Linked DNA regions of Rattus norvegicus: region 1 is linked to region 2. A link is a contact called in public Hi-C data. All regions are on one chromosome and are shown on one strand. Each heading gives the region's core, a stretch centred on a gene start, on an enhancer-like site or on the middle of the called end of the contact. The rest is flanking DNA. Distances are from core to core; before and after follow the strand shown.

Region 1 (6,936 bases), core at 2,177-4,676, 150 kb before region 2:
TCTGGAAGAGCAGTCAGTGCTCTCTTAACCGCCGAGGCATCTCTCCAGCCCCCATTTATTATTACTATCATTAATTAGTCACTATTATTATTATTCATTATTATTAGTCACACCTTGAGGACTTGTTTTCCTGAGTAGAGCAGGTGTCTCCTCCCCAAGTGTTTGGTGGAGCCTCTCAACGGTGCTGTTTCGCCCTCACCCGCAAGGGGCCAGGATACTCTGAACAGACACTATGGTCGAGCTGCTCCAGGCCGAGCGAGCGGTGATCATGGCCTGAGAGGTGTCTTTCCAAATCCCATCAGAGTCTCCACAGGTGTTCAGTTGTGTCTAATGCAGGGCCTTGCGCTTCCTAGGCAAGCGCTCTACCACTGAGCTAAATCCCCAACCCCAAAGCGTTACCTCTTAACAACTCCTACAGCGTGGCTTTTCTTGGAAATCTTTCTGTGGACCCCAGGTTTTCACATCGCTTCAGCTGGTGAGTCAAGTGGTTCCATTGGGGTTGCAGGAGCAGGGAAAAGCGCATGGCAGTGTCCCACTGAAGAGTGGCCTTTCTCTAGTGACTGTTGGTGAAGTCGGGGTGGGGGTGGGGTGGCACTTCAATCCCTCCTTCCCTGTGGCTGAGGTTAAGGCAGATGCCATGACCAGAGGACAGAGTTCATCCCAGCTATGCTAGCCAAGGCTGGTGTTGTCGGTGTCTTATAAAATGATAGAAACACACAACTGTTCAGAAACAGCATCCACATCCTGGGTGTAGAACCTGACGAGCCCAGGTCCCCGGGCCACACCCTTGGGCAGGGGGTTTTCTTTATCTGCAGTTAAGTAAGTAGTTCAGTGAGGAGGTAGTAGCCATTCACGGTGTTGGAGCTAGCAACATGTAAAAGACTTAAAACATCTTGGCCCATACCTCAGACTTCACATAAAAATTTAGAGAGAACCATAGCCTAAGAGTCAAACACCAGGCATGGTGGTTCGCCCCTTTAATCCCAGTACTCAGGAGGCAGACAGATGGAAGCTTCATGAAGCTGAAGCCAGCCTGGTCTACATCGGGAGCTCTAGGCCACCCAGGTCTACATACTAAGACCCTGTGGTGGGGGGAAAGCAAAACTTATCAAAGGGAAAAATGTCAAAGCTTTAATGTCATAGTTAAGGGAATGGAAGGATGAGCCAAACACTGATAGACTATTTTTTTAATGATTTATTTTATATGAGTTCACTGTAGCTGTCTTCCAACACAGCAGAAGAGGACATCAGATCCCATTACAGATGGTTGTGAGCCACCATGTGGTTGCTGGGAATTGAACTCAGGACCTCTGGAAGAGTAGTCAGTGCTCTTAACCACTGAACCATCTCTCCAGCCCCTGAGAGACTATTTTTAGGTTACATGACTCATGCAGACTCATGTGAAAGCCTTGCTGAGAACACGGGATCAGTGGCATAGCTAGGCTGGTAAAGGCATTTTTATCACAAAGCCTGACAGCCAGAATCTAATCCCTGGGACCCACATGGTAGAAAAAGAAAACTGATTCATGGGCTGGAGAGATGGCTCAGTGTTTAGGAGCACTGGCTGCTCTTCCAGAGGTCCTGAGTTCAAATCCCAGCAACCACATGGTGGCTCACAACCATCTGTAATGGGATCTGACGCCCTCTTCTGGTGTGTCTGAAGACAGTGACAGTGTACACCACACACACACACACACACACACACACACACACACACAAACAACAACAAACCACTCACCTATTAATGTCACAGAAAAAAATGGAGGGAACAGAGATACCAACTGGAGCTTACAGGAGCTTACACGACACTGGGCAGCAGCGTCTGGAAAACATTCTGGTGGTTTCTTAAATAGCACTGATTCCTGTCCTAGGTGAAAACCCCAGCTTACTCCAAAGCCAGCGAGTAAATGAATGTCTAGAGTTGTTTCCATTGTGTGTACCTAACCATGGAACAGTTGCTGGGGCAGTCTAGGGGTAAGGTAACATGTTGGCTACAGACTGGAGCACAGGGAGAACAGCAGAATGAATCTCCCAGCTTTGGGGGGGGGGGGGTGTAGAAAGACATGCTGTGCCTTCTTGTCTCTGATTTCCCTCAAGAGACAGAACAAAAGGTCCCAACCAGCTGGTGCCCAAAGCAGCTGATTAAACAAAGAAAAGCAGTACAGGGGTATGGTGTACAGTAGAAGAGTACTACTCTGAGTGGGTGGTTATCGTACACCAAAGGATGTGAATTTTGATATGTATAAACCAAACCTTTTCTGTTAATTTTAAAAAAGAGGCCACCATCAGTGTTTAAAAGCACCTACTATGCTGGATGGTGGTGGTGCACACCTTTAATCCCAGCACTTGGGTGGCAGAGGCAGGCGGATCTCTGAGTTCAAGACCAACCTGGCCTACATAGGGAGTTCCAGAACAACCAAGGCTACATAGAAAAACCCTGCCCCACCCCAATAAATAAACAGATAGATAGATAGATAGATAGATAGATAGATAGATAGATAGATAGATAGATAAGATAGAGCACTTACTTGCATAGAGACCTTGGTTTTAGTTCCCAGCACCCACATGGCATCCTACAACCATCTATAACTCCAGTACCAGGAGATCCAGCACCCTCAACACGATGCAGAAACATACACATAATAAATCATAGAAAGAGCAAGCCAGGTGTGGTGGCACTTTGCCTATAATTCCAGATTTTGGAGGTGAAAGCAAAGGATCAGGAATTCCAGGTCATTCTCAGCTATATAGTGAGTTTTGAGAACAGCCTGGGCTATGTGGTGTATATGATGCTTTCTTAGAACAAAAACGACTGAGGTTCAATGGCAGAGTTCTTATTTAGCACGTGCAAGACCCTGGACCACCATCCCAACCTACACACACACACACACACACACACACACACACACACACACACACGCTTGTTGATAAAAATTAATAATATATGCGGATAATTTTTTAAAGCATTTGAGTTTATAGTATTGTTATTTAATGTAACTTCTGTTGGAGAGGGCATCTGAGCTTCGGTGTCCCGAACCCTTTGGCCGACAGGAGAGCCCACAACTATTCACTATCAGCAGTAGAGTCACTACTCATGTACTCCGAAAGCTTCTTTGAAAGCAGTTGGAAAGAATGGGCAGAGGTGGCACAATTACCGCGCGGTCCCGCCAGGAACTAGAGAGGGCCTGGGATGCGCGGGGGTCCTCAAGGGGTGCCAGGACCCGCAAGCTCCGCCTTCCTAAAGCCCCGCCCCTCTGCCTGCCCCACTCCACCTTGGCTTTCCGCAGCTCCTCCCACGCCGGGACTTACAGGACAGCCTAACGGCCCAATGACCTACCCGAAGATCAGAGAGGGCGTCCGGAGAGCCAATCCCTGAGCGGCGCGCGCTGCAAAGGCGGGCCGGCGTGACGGACAGCGGAGGAGGCGCCAGGCTGGTTGCTAGCCGCCGCCGCTCGCCCCTGCGGACAGCGCTTTATTGTCACCCACGGCGGAGGCCGCGCCAGCCCGGTGGGGCCCCGGCTGGCTCTGCAGCCGCGCCCGCCAGGCCGAGCCCACGGGCCCTGCGCCCCAGGCTGGGTCCGCGCAGGTGAGGGGCGTCTCGCGGTGAGGGGTCGGGCCCTGCAGCGAGGACGGCCTGTTCCCAGTACCCCCAGTCCCGGAAGATCGCCGTGGGGTCCAGTCGGGAGGCCCAGATCCCCTGCTTTAAACCTTAAGAGGCCTGGGGGATGCGGGTCGCCCGTGGAGGAGCTCAGCAATGCGCTACTCAAGAGCCCTGCCTCTAAGAGTCAGCCGGCCCCCGAGGGAGCAGGCTCCTGCCCCTCCGGCTTCTGAGAGAGTCACGGTTTTGTCCAGGGTGAGGTTGGCCTCCCCAGCCTCCCGTCATCTGGCTTGTAGGTTTCCATGGAGAGGCTATGTTTACCGTCCAGAACCTCACTGGCTGCACGTGGTCCTGAAAAAGCTTTGTCCACTAGACTTAAGAGCTTAGGAGCCAGCCAGAGTCCACCAAGGTGTAGACAGTGCCCAGAAGGGGAAGGTGTTAGGTTTCCCCTACACAACCAGAAGTGTCTAACAGAGGACACTGGCCGGACTGATGGCAGAGCAGCCTCAGAGTAGGGATACTGCTCCCCACCACACACACCTGGATGTCAGTACCAAGGCAGCTTTACTTTGGACCGTGGTGAGTGCATGCTCCCGGCTCCCTGATTCTGCAAGGGGATTTTATTTTATTTTTTTCAGTTACTACTGTACTTTATTGTGTTCAACCAAATCACCATGTTACAAAAATAGCAAGCTGCCATAATAAAAAATAAGGCTCCTCTATCCAGCACCAGATAGCATCATTTTACTTTCAAGCCTAGAAATTGCACACTTGTATATAAACCAACCGAAGATGAGGATTGAGAGTTCATCTTGGTGGATTTTTCCTTTGATGAATATGAAGTGTCCTTCCTTATCTTTTTTGATGACTTTTAATTGAAATTTGATTTTATTTGATATTAGAATGGCTACTCCAGCTTGCTTCTTCTGACCATTTGCTTGGAAAGTTGTTTTCCAGCCTTTCACTCTGAGGTAGTGTCTGTCTTTGTCTCTGAGGTGTGTTTCCTGTAGGCAGCAGAATGCAGGGTCCTCATTGCGTATTGCAAGGGGATTTTAATAATCACTTAACATTTGTCCCATGGCCCCCGGGACCTGAGACTGCACGGTCCCTGTCCTCTGAAGGGAGTCCTAGAGAGAGCAAAACAGTTTGATGGAAGAAAAACTGATGGGGGTGGCGTGGAGGCAAGGGGGTTGCAGATGCAGCCGTGTGCTGAGATGCACTGCCTAGGTTTGAGGAACAGCAGGCTTAGTTAATGCACAGTGGAATGCTTCTAGAGAACAGGGTCAGAGCCGGACTTCTCAGGTACTCAGATTTTCCCCTGTGGGTGTAACCTGAGCTGAGAGCAGTGCGGAAGTATTGGGTGACTTGAGCACGGGCCCTGGCCAGATAGCGCTGCTATACTTGTGCAAAGCCCTTGAGGACCCAGTGGCCTGGACCAGGAATGGTCCTCAGGTGAGAGGGTGGGTAGAAGAGAGAGACTGGGCCTGGGTCCAGGGTGGGCTTAGACTTTCAGGGATGAGAAGAGTCAGTGGGAGACAGCAAGAGAGAGTATCCTGCAAGGGAGGTGTCAGGGTGCCTCTGAAACAAGAGAGCAGCTGTCAGGTCCCCAGAGTTCATGGATGTTCTGTGGTGATGCAGGGACTTAGGAGTCCACATCCTACTAGAGAGACTTGAAGCTGTTGAGGGATGTCCAGGGTCCAATCTCAAAGGCACATTTACCTCAGGATAGCCCAGGAAGATGCACCTTTTTTAAAGTATAGATAATGACCTAGGGCTGGGGTAATTGACGGGGCCAGGCTCATACCCACCACTGTCTGCTGCTAGCACTTCTGGGATCGCTGTCCCCCAGCTACTCACTGCTCACCGTTCAGAGCCCAGCAAGGGTTTAGAGCAGTCTTGCCTTCTCATGCTCCTGACTGAGCTCAGCCATCCCCAGTGGTGGCCTCCCAGAGTTTTGGTGGCAGGTAGACGCAGATGTCCAGGGCAAGTGGAGTTTGTGAGTGCAAGAGTTGAGATTCCTTCATGGTGTCTTGTCTTGTCTCCTCCTCCCCCTCTTCTTCCTCTTTTTGTTTGTTTGTTTCTCGAGACAGGGTTTCTCTGTGTAGCCCTGGCTGTCCTGGAACTCGTTCTGTAGACCAGGATGGCCTCAGATATCACAGAGATCCTCCCTACCTCTGCCTCCCAAGTGCTGGGATTAAAGGTGAGACACTATGTCTGTGAGAAGGGTTGTGCATGCTTAACTGGGACGTGGCTGTCCACACCTCAGGACCTGTCCCTGTTGAATACTTGGGTACAGTTCAAGAAGAGTAAAAGGCGGGGCTGGAGAGATGGCTCAGTGGTTAAGAGCACCGACTGCTCTTCCTGAGGTCCTGAGTTCAAATCCCAGCAACCACATGGTGGCTCACAACCATCTGTAATGGGATCTGGTGCCCTCCTCTGGTGTGTCTGAACACAGCCACAGTATACTCACATACAATAAATAAAATCTAAAAAAAAAAAAAAAAAAAAAAAGAAGAGTAAAAGGCACACATAGGCCAGGTAGTGGTGCACACTTTCAATGCCAGCACTCAGGAGTCAGAGGTGGGTAGATCTCTGTGAGTTTTGAGGCCAACCTGGGTCTTCAGAGTGAGTTCCAGACAGGACAGCCAGGTCTGTACAGTGAAACCCTGTTTTGAAAATATATATATTTATTTCACTGTATGTGTATATGTCTGTGTACCCACAGAGGCCAAAAGAGGGTGTCAGATCCCCTGGAGTTAACGGGCAGTTGAGCCACTGATGTGGGTACTAAGAATCAGGTTCTCTTCCTCTAGAAAAGCAGCAAGCCACTCTTCATGACTGGGTTCTCTCTCTCTAAGCTTCATCCCCATCTCATGTAGCCCAGGATGGCCTTGAATTCACTATCTGAGAATGGTCTGAAATTCGTGGTTCTCCCACCTCGCCTCCACCTCCTGAGGGCTGTGCACATTTACCGCCATACTGGTTTATGCTGAAGACGGGACAGAGCCACATCCCTAACTCTGCGGTGTCTTATTGTGCCTCCCATTTCTTTCTCAGGGCTAGCCTGGTCCACCATGAAAGGTTCACGGACCATCAGTGCCACTCCCGAAGGCAGTCCAGAAGGTATGGACTTGAGTCTGATTGGCCTCCCTCTACCCATGTCCCAGCGGCCCGGCAGTGCCTCTGCCGCAAAGTCTATTTTCCGCTCCGTGTCTGTGGCCACAGGCAGTGAGCCGAGAAAAAAGGCACTGGTGAGTGTGGGGGCCGGGACCCTCTTGGGGTGACGACTAGTCTCTGGGTACAGTTCCACACAAGAACATATATTTCATATCCATGGT
Region 2 (6,252 bases), core at 3,692-6,191:
GCAGTAAACCAATCTCTCCAACAAAGATTTACACTCCAGGAAAGACCCACCACACGGCAGGCAGAGGCAAGCACTCTTTCAAACCAGCCTGGACACAAAGATGCCATGCCCTAGTGCCCCAGGTGCTCCTGGAACACCATGGTCACCTCCTGCAGAAAACAATAACTCATGCAACAGTGCACCGGGCACCAGGCTCTTCATAAGCCAACAGACTTGATGACCTACAGGACATGGCCTGGGGCTGTAGAGCTAGTCACCTCAGAGGTCAGCATGACAAACAAGCTGACTCTTGTTGCCCTGGCTGCTATGAACGGCCGGCCATCCCTAAGACGCTGGTGATAGACAAGGGCAGGTAGCCTATGAAGGAAGTGCTCAGTGAGAGCAGGCTCAGAGTGTCGGCTCAGTGAGAGCAGGCACAGAGTGTCGGCTCAGTGAGAGCAGGCACAGAGTGTCGGCTCAGTGAGAGCAGGCACAGAGTGTCGGCTCAGTGAGAGCAGGCACAGAGTGTCGGCTCAGTGAGAGCAGACTCAGAGTGTCGGCTCAGTGAGAGCAGGCACAGAGTGTCGGCTCAGTGAGAGCAGGCACAGAGTGTCGGCTCAGTGAGAGCAGGCACAGAGTGTCGGCTCAGTGAGAGCAGGCACAGAGTGTCGGCTCAGTGAGAGCAGGCACAGAGTGTCGGCTCAGTGAGAGCAGGCACAGAGTGTCGGCTCAGTGAGAGCAGACTCAGAGTGTCGGCTCAGTGAGAGCAGACTCAGAGTGTCGGCTCAGTGAGAGCAGGCACAGAGTGTCGGCTCAGTGAGAGCAGGCACAGAGTGTCGGCTCAGTGAGAGCAGACTCAGCCTCTCTACTCACAGGCCCACCCTGGAAGTACCTATCATACAAAAGGAACGAGCGCGCACACAGCCTCGCTCCTCTCAGCAGGCATGCGCTGCCAATCAGTGCCTGTGAGAAGCCCCACTTTGCTGTAGATACCCTTCATAAAACAAGGGACAAGTGCCGTTTTGGTCTGAGCAGAGAGACTACGGTCCCATGCTTCCATAGTTCCCCAAAAACATCCTTCTAAGGGAGTGAGAGGGATGTAGGAGGAATGACTGGTGGACTTGACCAGTCATAATACAAGTGTTTAGCACAACTGCTCCAGGAACCTTTTGGTACTGCCACTTTTGTTGGATAGCTACAGCTTTCTGCCGATAGCCACAGTGTGAGGAACATGACCAGATAGCTGCTGGTAACAATCCCCCCACGCTGCCCCAAGGCCCTGGAAACACAAGCAGCTTCTACCGGCTTTCGTATCAAGGGGAACAGTAGTACTATTCTTTTTCTTTTTTTTTTTTTTTTTTTCTTCTCAGAGCTGGGGACCGAACGCTCTACCACTGAGCTAAATCCCCAGCCCCAGTAGTAAAGAAGTAATTGCCACCCTCGAGGGTTGTAGGGTACCCAGAAGCCAGGGCTCCTCGTGGACTATAATCCTCGGGAAACCACTAAGCTCAGTCACGCCTATTCATTCTAGCACTCGGAAGGTGGAGGCAGGAGAATCAGGAGTTCAAGGTCATCATCAGCTACATGGCCAGGTTGAGGCAGGCCTAGCCTGCCTGAAACCCTGTCTCAGAAAACCAACACCAACAATTCCCCTACTTGGGCTGGTGAGGCGGCTCACCAGGTGAGGGTGCCTGCCACTAGGCTGACAGCCAGAGTTCAACCTAGAACCCACACAGAGGAGCACATACACTCACAGTTGTTCTCTAACCACTCTATGGGAGCTGTGGTGCACGCACACGCACATGCACACACACATGCACACACACACACACACTCACACACACACACACACACAAATAAACTTGGGGGGGGGGGGAGGCCTGTCATTTAATCTCAGCAGTAGAGAGGCAGAGGCAGGCAGATCTCGGAGTCTGAGGTCAGCCTGGTTCCAGGACTGTCAGGGATACATAGTGAGATCCTATCTTGAAAACAACAAATTACCTAACTTGACCTTCCCTTCTCATCCCACCAGGGTCTCATCAAGCTACTAAAGCCACTGTGTATACTCAGAGGGGCCCAAAAGGGCTCTGAAGCTTTGGGTTGACTTCATTCTAAAGACTCTTTCACCTGGGGCAGTAGACCCTGCCTCCAGTAATCTATGCCCAATCCAGGTGCTACCCAGGATGAACACAGTCAGACAGTTTGTGTTGCCTGTGCACGGAGGAAGGGGCCTTCCTTGCCTGAAGCTCCCCCTTAAGGGCCCAAAGTCCTATGGATAAGCTTCTGGTGAATGTCATGAAGCTGCCCTGTTTTTCTTCCCTTCATCTTCCATGAAATTCCCCGAGGACACAGCTCCCAAGGGAACTGAGCCACCAGGAAAGAGGTCAAAGTCTGCATTCTTCCAGGAGGAATATCAAAACTGTACATTGTATTCTTGAATTCTTAATCAGGAGGGCCAAGGACAAGCATCCTTCTTTGCCAAGGCAAACACCACTCAGAACTGCAGCTGAAGTGATGCAAGGGCCAAAGCAAACAGCGGAGCCCGCATGGCGGGTGACACTGAACAGAGCCACATCTCGGCCTTCTCAGGAGGTACTGCCAGCATGGCTGCAAGCACCAACCAGCATAGGAACAGCCCCTAGTAGGGAGTCAGTTACTACATGTCCCAGAGAAGACAGCATGGCAGACTGGCTGGACCGGCCTGGAAACTACACATGAGTGGCTCTGGCTCTGCCCTGTTTGTACTTCTGTGTGGGCTAGGTATCTCCCTACCCCACATGCCAAAGCCGCCCAACCTATACCAGCGCCACCCTGCGCCACCATACACCACGGGCTGATTCCTCAGTGACAAAATACAAAATGAGAACTGAGCACAGGAGTCCAAGACTCAGTGGCTAGGCCTCAGAGGATACAAGAGCCACCTGCGTACGCTGCGAGAAAGCCCTTCGGACATTTATAGCCTCCCTGTGTCCAACATTTCAAAAGCTGATGAAGGTCACCTCACGTTCACGTGGAATACGCACCAACCACTGCCCCACCGAACACGGAACAACCCACAGTGATTCCGCTCTGAGCTCCCAGCCTGCCAGTCCACATCCTGCTGGACGTCCCCAAGTGCTATGATCTAGATCTGGGTCTGGACTCTCTACCACTGCAAAGCTCTCACTTTGGACATCCAGATGAATTACAGCAGCATGTGAGCGAGGCCCGAAGCCGTTGAGTGCAGGCTGACTGCCCAGGCATGAGTTTTATTAAGGAGAACCTTGGGATTCTCCAGAGCAAAGCTTCTCCTCATACCCTGCGTGACTCTCACTATGGAAGTTCCTCTTTAATGATTTCAGTGAAGAAGCAAGAAAAACAGGGAGGGGGAAAGACTGTGACCAGTATTTCTTTCCCATCCCCTGCAGTACAGAGCAAATCGTAATGGAACTAATGACTAATAATTTAATAAACCTCCCTCCCGTGACAGCATGTGCTTCCGCAGACCAACAAGAGGGAAATGCATACCATGGAGACTACGGATACTAACGGTAAAAACCCAAAGGCTGTTCTCAATCCTGTTTGCCGGCAGCTCAGAACATGGTTTTGGAGCTCCTTCAGCCCCTCCACCCACCCATGTAACTACAACTTTAAAGCCTTTATTAAATGATGAATTAAAGTATAATCTGCCCCCTTGGACTCCAGCTGAAACCTAAGGGGCCACCCTGGAGGCTTCCATCTGCTGCCGGCGGCAGAGTAAGCACAGCTAAGAGGTTTTCACAGGCCACTGCCTAGAAAGGCACAACCGTGGCTGGTTCACACAGTCAGAAACTGTTGCTCTCCAGCAGAGCACAATCCCACCCAGCCATGAAGCAGCAAGTCCATGTAAAAACCCGGCGACTCCAGTCGAAAGCCTTTCACTCACCCTTCCAGACACAGTTTTAAAATAAAGCTTTGTAAGAGGACTGCCACGTACAGGGCAGGGCAGGGATTTCTCTCTTGAGGAAAAAAAAAATATGTCACTGCGAATTGCAGTGGACCCGGTGCCATCAGGGAGTCCCCCCACCCCCCGCTGTGTTGTTGTGAGGGGCCAGGGCTGTGAGAACCCATGGTGAAGAAATAGGAAATGGCCCGTCCATCTGTACCCAAGGCATAGACAGAACATGACAACAGGCGGCTTGCAGAAGGCTTTGCAGTTCTTCCATGAGAAACTGTCATTTCACAGATTAGTATGTGAATGCGACTCTTAACACATATCAGAAGCAAAAGCAGGCGCGCCAGCCTCCTACACAATTAGTCTTCTCCCTCTGCGGTTACATAAGATGATGGATTATCTGTCCACCCATCCAACCTGTCCGCGCTCGACCTCCCACTTTGGGCTACGTCCATTAACACTCGTAAAGGAGTTGTGGAAAGGGAAAGCCTGTTGAGGAGAAAGTGCCCAGAGGCTGGCATAACAGCGCCTAGAAGAGCCCCACAGTGCCACCGCGCCAAGCAAGCGCAGGGCGACCGCCCGCGGCAGCCTGCAACCTCCACGCCGCCCCCGCTCCTCGTTCCCCTCACTCCAGGGTGCAGCGGACCAGGCCAGCTCGGAGAGCAGCCCAGGCCCCCGTACAGCTCGGTCCCTCCGGACGCCGGGGCAGACAGGCGTACTGAGGGAGCGCGCGGGGGCTGAGCAGAGCCGTCGGGGTGGGGGCGTCCACTCGTGCTCCGGGACGGCACGGGCCGCGGCGGGCGTAAGGACCCTGGGCCGGCTCGGCCACCTGTGACCAACCGAAGATCGGCCCACCACACCCGCAGTCCGGGAGCCGGTGCCCTGCTCGGGCCTGAAGACCTAGGGACGACTCGGAGCCACGCTGGAAACTCACCTTGTAGACATTTTCCGTGAGCCGGTGCATCTCCTCCGAGCGTGAAAGCGACATGGTCCTGGGTCCCGGCTACACCACAGACCAGAGCAGGGGCACGGGTGTCGGTGAGAAAGGCGACAACTGCAGCAACAGGAAAAGGCGCGCAGACCAGGACCACAGAGCGCGGCGCCGGGCAGCCGCCGCTTTTATAGCCGCCGAAGGCCCCACCCCATAAAAACCCCGCCTCCGGGCCCCGCCCCCACCGCGCCCGGATCACCGCCCCCGGTTGTCCGCCCCCGCCCAGCCCAGCCGCTGCTAGGCAACCGCCAGGCCCGCTCCCGTGCCGTTTTTCCTATTGGTAGATTTCGGAGGCGGGGGCGAAGGGCGGAGCTAGAGGCGGGACTTCGAGGCTAGCTGCGAGCGGTGATTGGCCGGTCGCTGGGAGGCGGAGGCGCTGCGCGCTCTGAGGCCCTAGAGCTGCCTGAGGGGGTCGGAGCGACAGCAGGCCTGGGGGCGGGAAGCGGGGGCGGGGTGGCGCAGGAAGAGCTAGCGCGGGGTGTGGGCGGTGCGGGTGGCACCGGCGCGAGCGCGCGTGGAGGTGGCACTCGGGAGGCAGCGATCGGGGTTGAAGGCCCTCAAGGGTCCCTCAGGAGTGCGCGACTGGAGCCGGTGGCTCCCGCGCTATTGCAGGTGAGTCGGCGTGGAGTGCGTCGACCCTGGACGGTCTTCCGGAAGGGAGGACACCCGGGGCCGGAGTAGGTGGAGACGAGGGAAGGTGCTCAACTCTAGAGGGAGGACCCTGAACACTGGAGGCAAGATCGGGACAGGGTGGGCCCTGGAGCGGGTGGTTGTGGTGGACAGGTGATGGGTGGAGGGTGGGAGCCAACAGTTGGGTCTGGGATTCCGGGAAGAGGACCCAGGAGAGGGGCAAGCGGGACGTGGAACGAATCCTAGCGGGTGGTATAGTAGGGGATTGGGGCGGGAACCGGAGTTGGGTGGTAAGCTCCGGGGGAGGAGCCTCCCAACACAGCTTTGAATTGCCCAGTGGCTGATGCTTTAAGGAAGGTAAGGCTTGGCTGAGAAAACTGACCAGGTTGGCACACGGGGTTCCAGCACGGTTCCTTTGGAGAAATATTTACATAAATTAGGCGAACAGAGAGGAATTATTTGCTTTACATTGTAAAACACCAGAGCTGAATGTTTCCTTTTAATTAAGCATAACACTCCAGCATCCATTTCCTGGGCAGCTGGTTACGCCACTCCAACAACCCAGAGGACACAAATCCACGGAGCGGCTGTCAGGCCTCAGACATCAGGAGGACTCGGACGGCCCCTATTCACTTTGCTACGTGTGTAAAGGACAAGGAAAGGTTTAGAAAACACAGGACAGAGATTTGGTTTCCTGTTCCTTCAGCCAGCCGCTCCAGTGTGCTTTTTCCTTGTTGTC

The links. A called contact is a pair of places that touch in the nucleus more often than the background predicts.
Region 1: a Hi-C map of mammary epithelial cells shows a contact between it and region 2, with 1.7 times the contacts expected there. The contact joins the promoter of Cep131 here to the promoter of Baiap2 in region 2. A contact is called at or near these places in 2 of 12 Hi-C or Micro-C datasets (hepatocytes and mammary epithelial cells).

The regions. Positions count from the first base shown.
Region 1 is chr10:105,865,287-105,872,222 of GRCr8, reverse strand. It overlaps Cep131 (centrosomal protein 131), which reads left to right and starts at 3,426. Exons shown (of 26, transcript NM_001108310.1): 1 at 3,426-3,586; 2 at 6,656-6,849. The coding sequence starts at 6,673.
Region 2 is chr10:105,720,245-105,726,496 of GRCr8, reverse strand. Baiap2 (BAR/IMD domain containing adaptor protein 2) reads right to left here and starts at 4,941. Exons shown (of 14, transcript NM_057196.1): 1 at 4,827-4,941. The coding sequence starts at 4,880. LOC102555825 (a long non-coding RNA gene) reads left to right here and starts at 5,035. Exons shown (of 2, transcript XR_358061.3): 1 at 5,035-6,252.